Linked DNA regions of Macaca mulatta: region 2 is linked to region 1. The links are chromatin contacts, called in public Hi-C maps. All regions are on one chromosome and are shown on one strand. Each heading gives the region's core, a stretch centred on a gene start, on an enhancer-like site or on the middle of the called end of the contact. The rest is flanking DNA. Distances are from core to core; before and after follow the strand shown.

Region 1 (3,105 bases), core at 391-2,890:
GTCTCCGCTCCACAGTGCCAAGACCTGTGGGTCCTCCACAGTGAAAGGTGCCCCCTGCCCAGCCCCACTGCTGGGGAGACCCAGGGGCCAAAGGTGTGGCCAGGTTGCCCCCTGTAAAACGAGGTCTCAGTGGAGGGTCACAGGCTGCATGGGGAACACCTGTTATCCTAGGAAAACAGAAAAAAAAAAAAGCAATCATTTGTGCTACTGTGTGCTAAGGATGCTGTTCCCAAGCACCCAAAATCCTGGGGAGACCTACGGCAGCCGGGAACACGGGTCTGCACAGCCAAGAGCCCACAGTGGCCCCTGGCAAGTGCTTGGCAAGTGCTTGGCAAGTGCTTGAAGAGAAACCGGAACTGAGTCCTTAAAGGGAGGGGAGGGAGTGCCCTGGGGCTGCCAGGGTAGGTGGAGGGCGGACGATGGAGGCTGGGCCCAGCTGTCTTACAGGCAGCTCGGGACGGTGCCCAGTGCTGTGCCCATCTTCTCCAGGGACAAACGTGCCCGTTGTTTCTTTTCATAGCTTATGGACTCAGATGCCAAGGTAAGATCCCCTTTTTCATTTGCATTCACTTCTCTTTTAGTATAAAATTATTTCTGTTGCACAAAATTTAGAAAAGAAAGCATCCGAAAAAGCTAGCCCTGCTCCCATTTCGGGGTGTCTTTCATTTCACGTTTATCCCGTTACAAAAATGGACTATTCTTAACCTGCCGTGTCCCTGACATGCCAAGCGATTCCTTATCCTACAGAAGCTAACTTTCACATGGGAACAGGCACCACCACCGGCCCGGCTGTGCCCCGGGGAGTCAGTCTGGAGTCGCCGCAAACAAACGCGCCAAACACGGTAACACGGTGGTCCTGCACCCAGGCGCTGCGGAAACCCGGCAGGACCCCGGCAGGCGTTCGGCGCACCTGGCGGCCGCTCCTCGGACCAGGGCAGACTTCCTTCCAGTCCTGGCCTGGATGGGGCGAGGGAGAGGGGATGGCCCCGCACGGCCTCGCGAAGCCGGGAGCACCGAGGGGGCTCCGGCCCAGGGCACCAGGGGGCAAATGAGCCGAGGGACGTGGGCGGGGGCAGCGACTCCGGGAGAGCCGGGACCCCCGGGGCCGGGACCTGCTCCTGCGGGCCCAGAGCCAGGGAAAGCCCAGCGCCGCGCGGACCCCACGGCCAGGCCGCCAGGCTGTGGCCAAGCCCCGAACGCCGGCGTCGAATCCCGCAGTCACCGGCCGCGCCCACCCCGGCGGGGCTCGCAGAGGCGGACGCGCGGGCCCGGGGGAAGTCGGCAGCCACGGCGCCGCGCAGGAGACCCCGGCCCGAGGCCCCGCGGGCGAGGAGGACGCAGGGCGGAGAGGCCGAGTGGCCCGGCTGCGCGCCGCGCCTCAGTTTCCCCACCCGAACGCGGGGGGCCGAGGGCGCGGGGCTCTTCCGGCCCCGCCGCCCGCCCCGGCCCTGGCCCCGGGCCCGGGTCCTCACCAGGATGGCCTTGTCCTGCTCCGTGACACGGCTCTGCTTCTTGCGGCCGAACAGGTTGCCCATGGCGGCGCCCGCCCCCGGCCCCGGCCCCGGCCCCGGCCCCGGCCCCGGCCCCGGCTCCGGCCCCGGCTCCGGCCCCACCGAGTCCAATCGCTACCGCCGCCTCACGGCCACCGTAGCTCGGATCCTCCCGCTACGGCGGCCGCGCCGGGCCAGGCGCCGCGGAACGCGAAGTCCGAGCACCTCCCCCGGCCGCGCGCCGTTGCCGCGGGTTCGAAACCACAGACCGCCGGTCTTGGCGACCGCCGCGAACACCGCGGCCTCCTTGGACCCGTACAGAGAAGTGGCACGGATACCTGGATGTTAGGGCCCGGGATGTTCTAAATGACGTGTTTCCGTGCACCCTTCTGGTGCAGGTGAAGGGGAAAATTTCTTATCTCCTAATTAGATGGAATCCTTTTAGATTAACATAATTCAGCCTCCTCAGGCTTTCAGGAATCTTGTGCAGGAATGACTGCCCCCACTGGTTCTGAACACAAAATGCTGCATTTAGTGATGTGATAGCTAACATTTTGCACTTTCTTTTTATTTTTTACTTTTTTTTCAAGATGGAGTCCTGCTCTGTCGCCCAGGGTGGAGTGCAGGGGCACGATCTCGGCTCACTACAACCTCTGCCTCCCAGCTTCAGGTGATTTTGCTTCCTCAGTCTCCTGAGTAGCTGGGACCACAGATGCCTGCCACCACGCCTGGCTAATTTTTGTTAGTAGAGACAGGGTTTCACCATATTGGCCAGGCTGGTCTTGAACTCCTGACCTTGTGATCCATCCACCTCGGCCTCCCAAAGTGCTCGGATTACCGGCGTGAGCCACCACGCCTGGCCGTTTGGCACTTTAAAGTGTTCCCTGAAATGCACCCAGCAGCGCCCCTTCACCCAGCCTTTCAGCCCTGGGATCTCCCCTCTTCTACTGCGCTGCTCCCTGTCTGTGGATCAGTGCCAGGAGGAGCCCAGCATGGCCAGGCTCAACTTCTCCTTCCAAGGAATCATGGCTGCGTCCCCGACAGAAGCATTCTTCCCTGGGTGGCTAAGAAACATGTGAAGGGGGATAAGGAATAAAAGGGAGAAGCTACCCGCTTCCAGCCCCTGGTTCCCGCCTGAGTATCCTGGCTGTGGTTCCCCAGCGTTCACTAAGTGTCATAGAAAAGCACTCAGCCGAGGATGGCTTGAGGCCAGGAGTTCAAGACCAGCCCGGCAACATAGCAAGACCCCATCCCTACAAAAAATATAACAAATAACATCAAAAGGAGAATAATTATCACCTGTTCCAAACCTTTGGACTCCAGAAGGTGAGGGGGCCCCTGAATTTTTGTGGGGTTCATCTCCCACCCTCTGATTTGTCTCACTAAGACATCTGCAGTCCTTTTTCCTTGGTGTCCATGGGGACATTGGGATAAAAAAAAGACTTGCTACTCCCTGCTCCTCATGTATGGGGAAGAGCTAGGTAGAGAAGGCGTGGTCCCTGGCTAGGGATTCCCCCACCGCCTGTGCCCACAAACCTGGGTGAGGACAGGGATTTTTGTTCTCCTGCCCAAATGTTGCATTTCCAGAGACCACCCTGGCCTGCCACGCCCCCAT
Region 2 (3,105 bases), core at 223-2,722, 100 kb before region 1:
CCTTGGACCCCGACCTCATGCACAAGAGTGCACAGAGGAGCTATTCGGTGCCCAGAACCCCTTAAGTGGGGCAGCCTCAGGAATGTGAGGTTCCATGGAGAAACCCCCAACACACCCCATCATGAGGATTCTGTACCCTCCCTGGGGGCTTTTCTAGCAGTGGCTGGCCCAGAGGGCATGGTGGGCAGAGAGCTCAGGGCCAGAGAGCGCTCAGCAGGAGATCCGACGCCTGGCAAAAGAAACTGAGGCACTGAGAAAAGGCAGGCCAGGGGGTCTGCCCAGAGCCACGGCCTCCACGCAGGTTGCCGTCCAAACGGGACTCGGGGGAAGTGAAGGTGCTGCTTGAAGCGGTCACCCCAGGACAGCAGCATAAACTAGGCCGCAGGGCCCCTAGGGTCTCCTCACCCTGAGAACGTCACCTTCCAAACCAAGGCCCCTGGAGCCGGTACGGCTGCCCACCCTACAGGCGGTTTCTGGGTTTTTAGGCTACAGTACTTTCTCACGCTCGTGCTCGGTCCCCCGGGGGAGAGTACAGCGAGGGGTACTGGCCTCATTAGCAGGGTCTGGCAGCCTCCCTGGCTGGGTAGGGAGTTGGTGTTTTATTTTTAAGGCTTCCACTTACTCAAAGGAGCCCCGTAAATGGCTGGGAGTGGCACACAGATTTCAACAGAAACCCAGGGGAAGTTGGGGGAGAGACAAAGTACGGCTGCATGGTGCTCCAGCGGGGCCCCTCCAAACCCTGGGGACAGAGAAGAGAGATGTTCCCAGAGCTGTAAGCAGGGATGGCCAGCCCCCGGGGGACGGAGGGAGCCGACACCTCCTGCCTCAGAGCCCCCATATGAGCATCCGGCCATGGCGGAGCCTGAGTTAGTGCGTGACACGCGGCTGCCACTCTGTCTAGGAATGACAGCCGCCTCTCCTCACCTCCTTTTCCAGAACACTAACTCCTCATAGAGACCACGACTGTGCAGGGCAGATCCTGGAAATCTAGGCCAGGCAGAAGCTTCACCACACAAGGGGCCGGTGCGGGGATGGGGAGGGGAGGAGGGGAGGAGGGGAGGAGGGGAGGAGGGGAGGAGGGGAGGAGAAGAGGGGAGGAGGGGAGGAGGGGAGGAGGGGAGGAGGGGAGGAGGGGAGGAGGGGAGGAGGGGAGGAGGGGAGGTGGCGGTCAGCGCTGCAGGGCCCGACCAATTCTGACCTGCTGCTGGACGGGGATGCCCTGCATGGGGCACGTCCGAGCTGGGTGGAAAGTGCAGAGGACAGAGCACGGCCTGGTCTGCACCTCCAACCTGGCGGCCGGCCATTTACAACGGCCCTGAGCCTGCCCCATGGACAGGCGGTCCCAGTGGCCGGCCCCCTTCAGCCCCTGCCCGCCGCTGAGCCACCAGCTGCGTGCTTAGCTGGGTGCCATGGCAACAGCACTATGGAAACACCCAGCTGAAAGCATTTAAGACCCACAGAACGCTCCCACTTAGTCACCCTGGGCTGAACGGCCCCGTGATCAGAGAAGACAAAAGTGATCAGAACACATCTCATCTCTCCACAGCATGCGGTGACTCAGAGTGGGGGAGGGGCGTTCCGGAAAAAACCAAGGCGGCTTTGGTTTACCTCACCCGCCACGGCTGCTGCAGCTTTCCCACGTTCCTTAAAAATCGCATGCGGCCCCCCAGGTCCCCTGTAGCGTATGAATGAGAACGTAATTCTTGGCCTTCAGCTGTCACCATGGGCAACACTTACTCGAAAGGATGCGGCAGCAGACCGGTCAGCTGTGGTGTGTGGGGTGAGAATCAGCTGCCTCAAGTAGCACGTGGTCACTGGCCACCTGCTGGCTGCAGCCAGTGGCTGCTTCAAAACCCGCTGACCAGGCCTCCCGGGCTGACAGGCACAGTACCCAGACAGAGGAGGGAGGGCAGCCATGGCAGGTGGTTCAGGAGACGGGAGGGCCCTCAAATCTCACGTTGAACACATGTGCTCTGAGCAAGGCCCGGGCTGGGCTGAGCAGAGGGTGAGCCGCACCCTCCGGCCCTGGTGGCAGGTGGAAAAGCTGGTTATTCCACTCCCCGGGGAAGGCATTACAGGAAGATCCTCAGGAAGGGAGCTCTTTGACAGGATCAGGGATCCATGAGCCCTGAGGGTCCCCATTTTCCTGGGAAAAAGGCCCAGAGCTTTCAGCAGATTGGCAAAGGGTGCCCAGGAACAACAGGTCCCAACAGACCCATAGCTTGCTATTGGGATGGACAGTCTGGTGAGCACATGCCCATGGGCACAGGAGAGAGCAGGCTGCTGATGTCCACACGGGTGGGCTGGACACACAAACGGGCTGGAGGACCACAGACCAAGCTGTCCCCAAGACCCAGCAAAGGGTGGCAAGATGCAGGAGAAGTGGGGGCTAAGATGCCCGAGTGGCCCAGCCCTGAGGCTTGGGGAAGCGGACTGCTCGACCCCTGGCTGCCCTGGCCCCGGGGACACTGAGGGTCTCCGCGTCAGCTGCGGGTGTAGAAGCCCTGAGAGGGCTCCATGGCTGCTGGCTCCTCACGCCCACTTTTCCTGGTAAGGCCCCTCAGTGATGTTACTCCAGAGAAACACGGCTACACGGCTGTCCTCACGGGGGGCCTGGCCACAAACAGCCTTTAGCTCTGAAGAGCTTTGCTAAAACGAGGACGGGCTTCACCCCCCTGCACATCGCCAGACTCCACGCTGGCGATCGCTGGCCCTGCTATTATCGTCTCTGAAGATCTGAACGAGGGTGCTTTGTCTCTGCTGTGTTAATTATACACCCCTTTAAATAGCACGCATCTCTCCCCTTTCTCAGACCTCAATCCAGGCTATGGCCTGGCACACCCAGAGACGGGGCACCGGAGGAGGATCCTGGGGGCACCAATGCCCCCCACTGGCCCCCTGCATTACAGCGAGCAGAGCGCCAGTGCCGCTTCCCAGGACCCTCAGGATGATCCTGCGGGTGCTCTGGAGCCCCCATGGTCTCTGGAAGGCAGCATCCCCAAGAACACGGGGCCATCTCTCCCTCCTCACTCACGACTGGCCAGCGAGGGCTGCACCTGTCTCACCTGCCTCCTCCCCCATCATCGCAGAAAGGGAACAGGGGAA

The links. Hi-C and Micro-C count contacts between places; a contact is called where the count stands out from the background.
Region 2: a Hi-C map of fetal cortical plate shows a contact between it and region 1, with 3 times the contacts expected there. The contact joins the enhancer-like site here to the promoter of CHMP6 in region 1. A contact is called at or near these places in 4 of 14 Hi-C or Micro-C datasets (CD4 T cells, fetal cortex germinal zone, fetal cortical plate and 1 more).

The regions. Positions count from the first base shown.
Region 1 is chr16:90,682,583-90,685,687 of T2T-MMU8v2.0, reverse strand. It overlaps CHMP6 (charged multivesicular body protein 6), which reads right to left and starts at 1,640. Exons shown (of 9, transcript XM_077973373.1): 1 at 1,603-1,640; 2 at 1,473-1,572. The coding sequence starts at 1,535. LOC144336072 (a long non-coding RNA gene) reads left to right here and starts at 400. Exons shown (of 3, transcript XR_013407494.1): 1 at 400-541; 2 at 2,081-2,160; 3 at 3,078-3,105.
Region 2 is chr16:90,783,233-90,786,337 of T2T-MMU8v2.0, reverse strand. All of the region lies in intron 8 of BAIAP2 (BAR/IMD domain containing adaptor protein 2), which reads right to left. Among named protein-coding and RNA genes, the nearest start is that of MIR338, 31 kb to the left of the region's middle. Within about 2 kb of position 1,472, at least 25 of the 40 cell types and tissues checked have an H3K27ac peak or open chromatin away from gene starts, as enhancers often do. A contact at or near this core is called in CD4 T cells, fetal cortex germinal zone and fetal cortical plate, where this site is marked.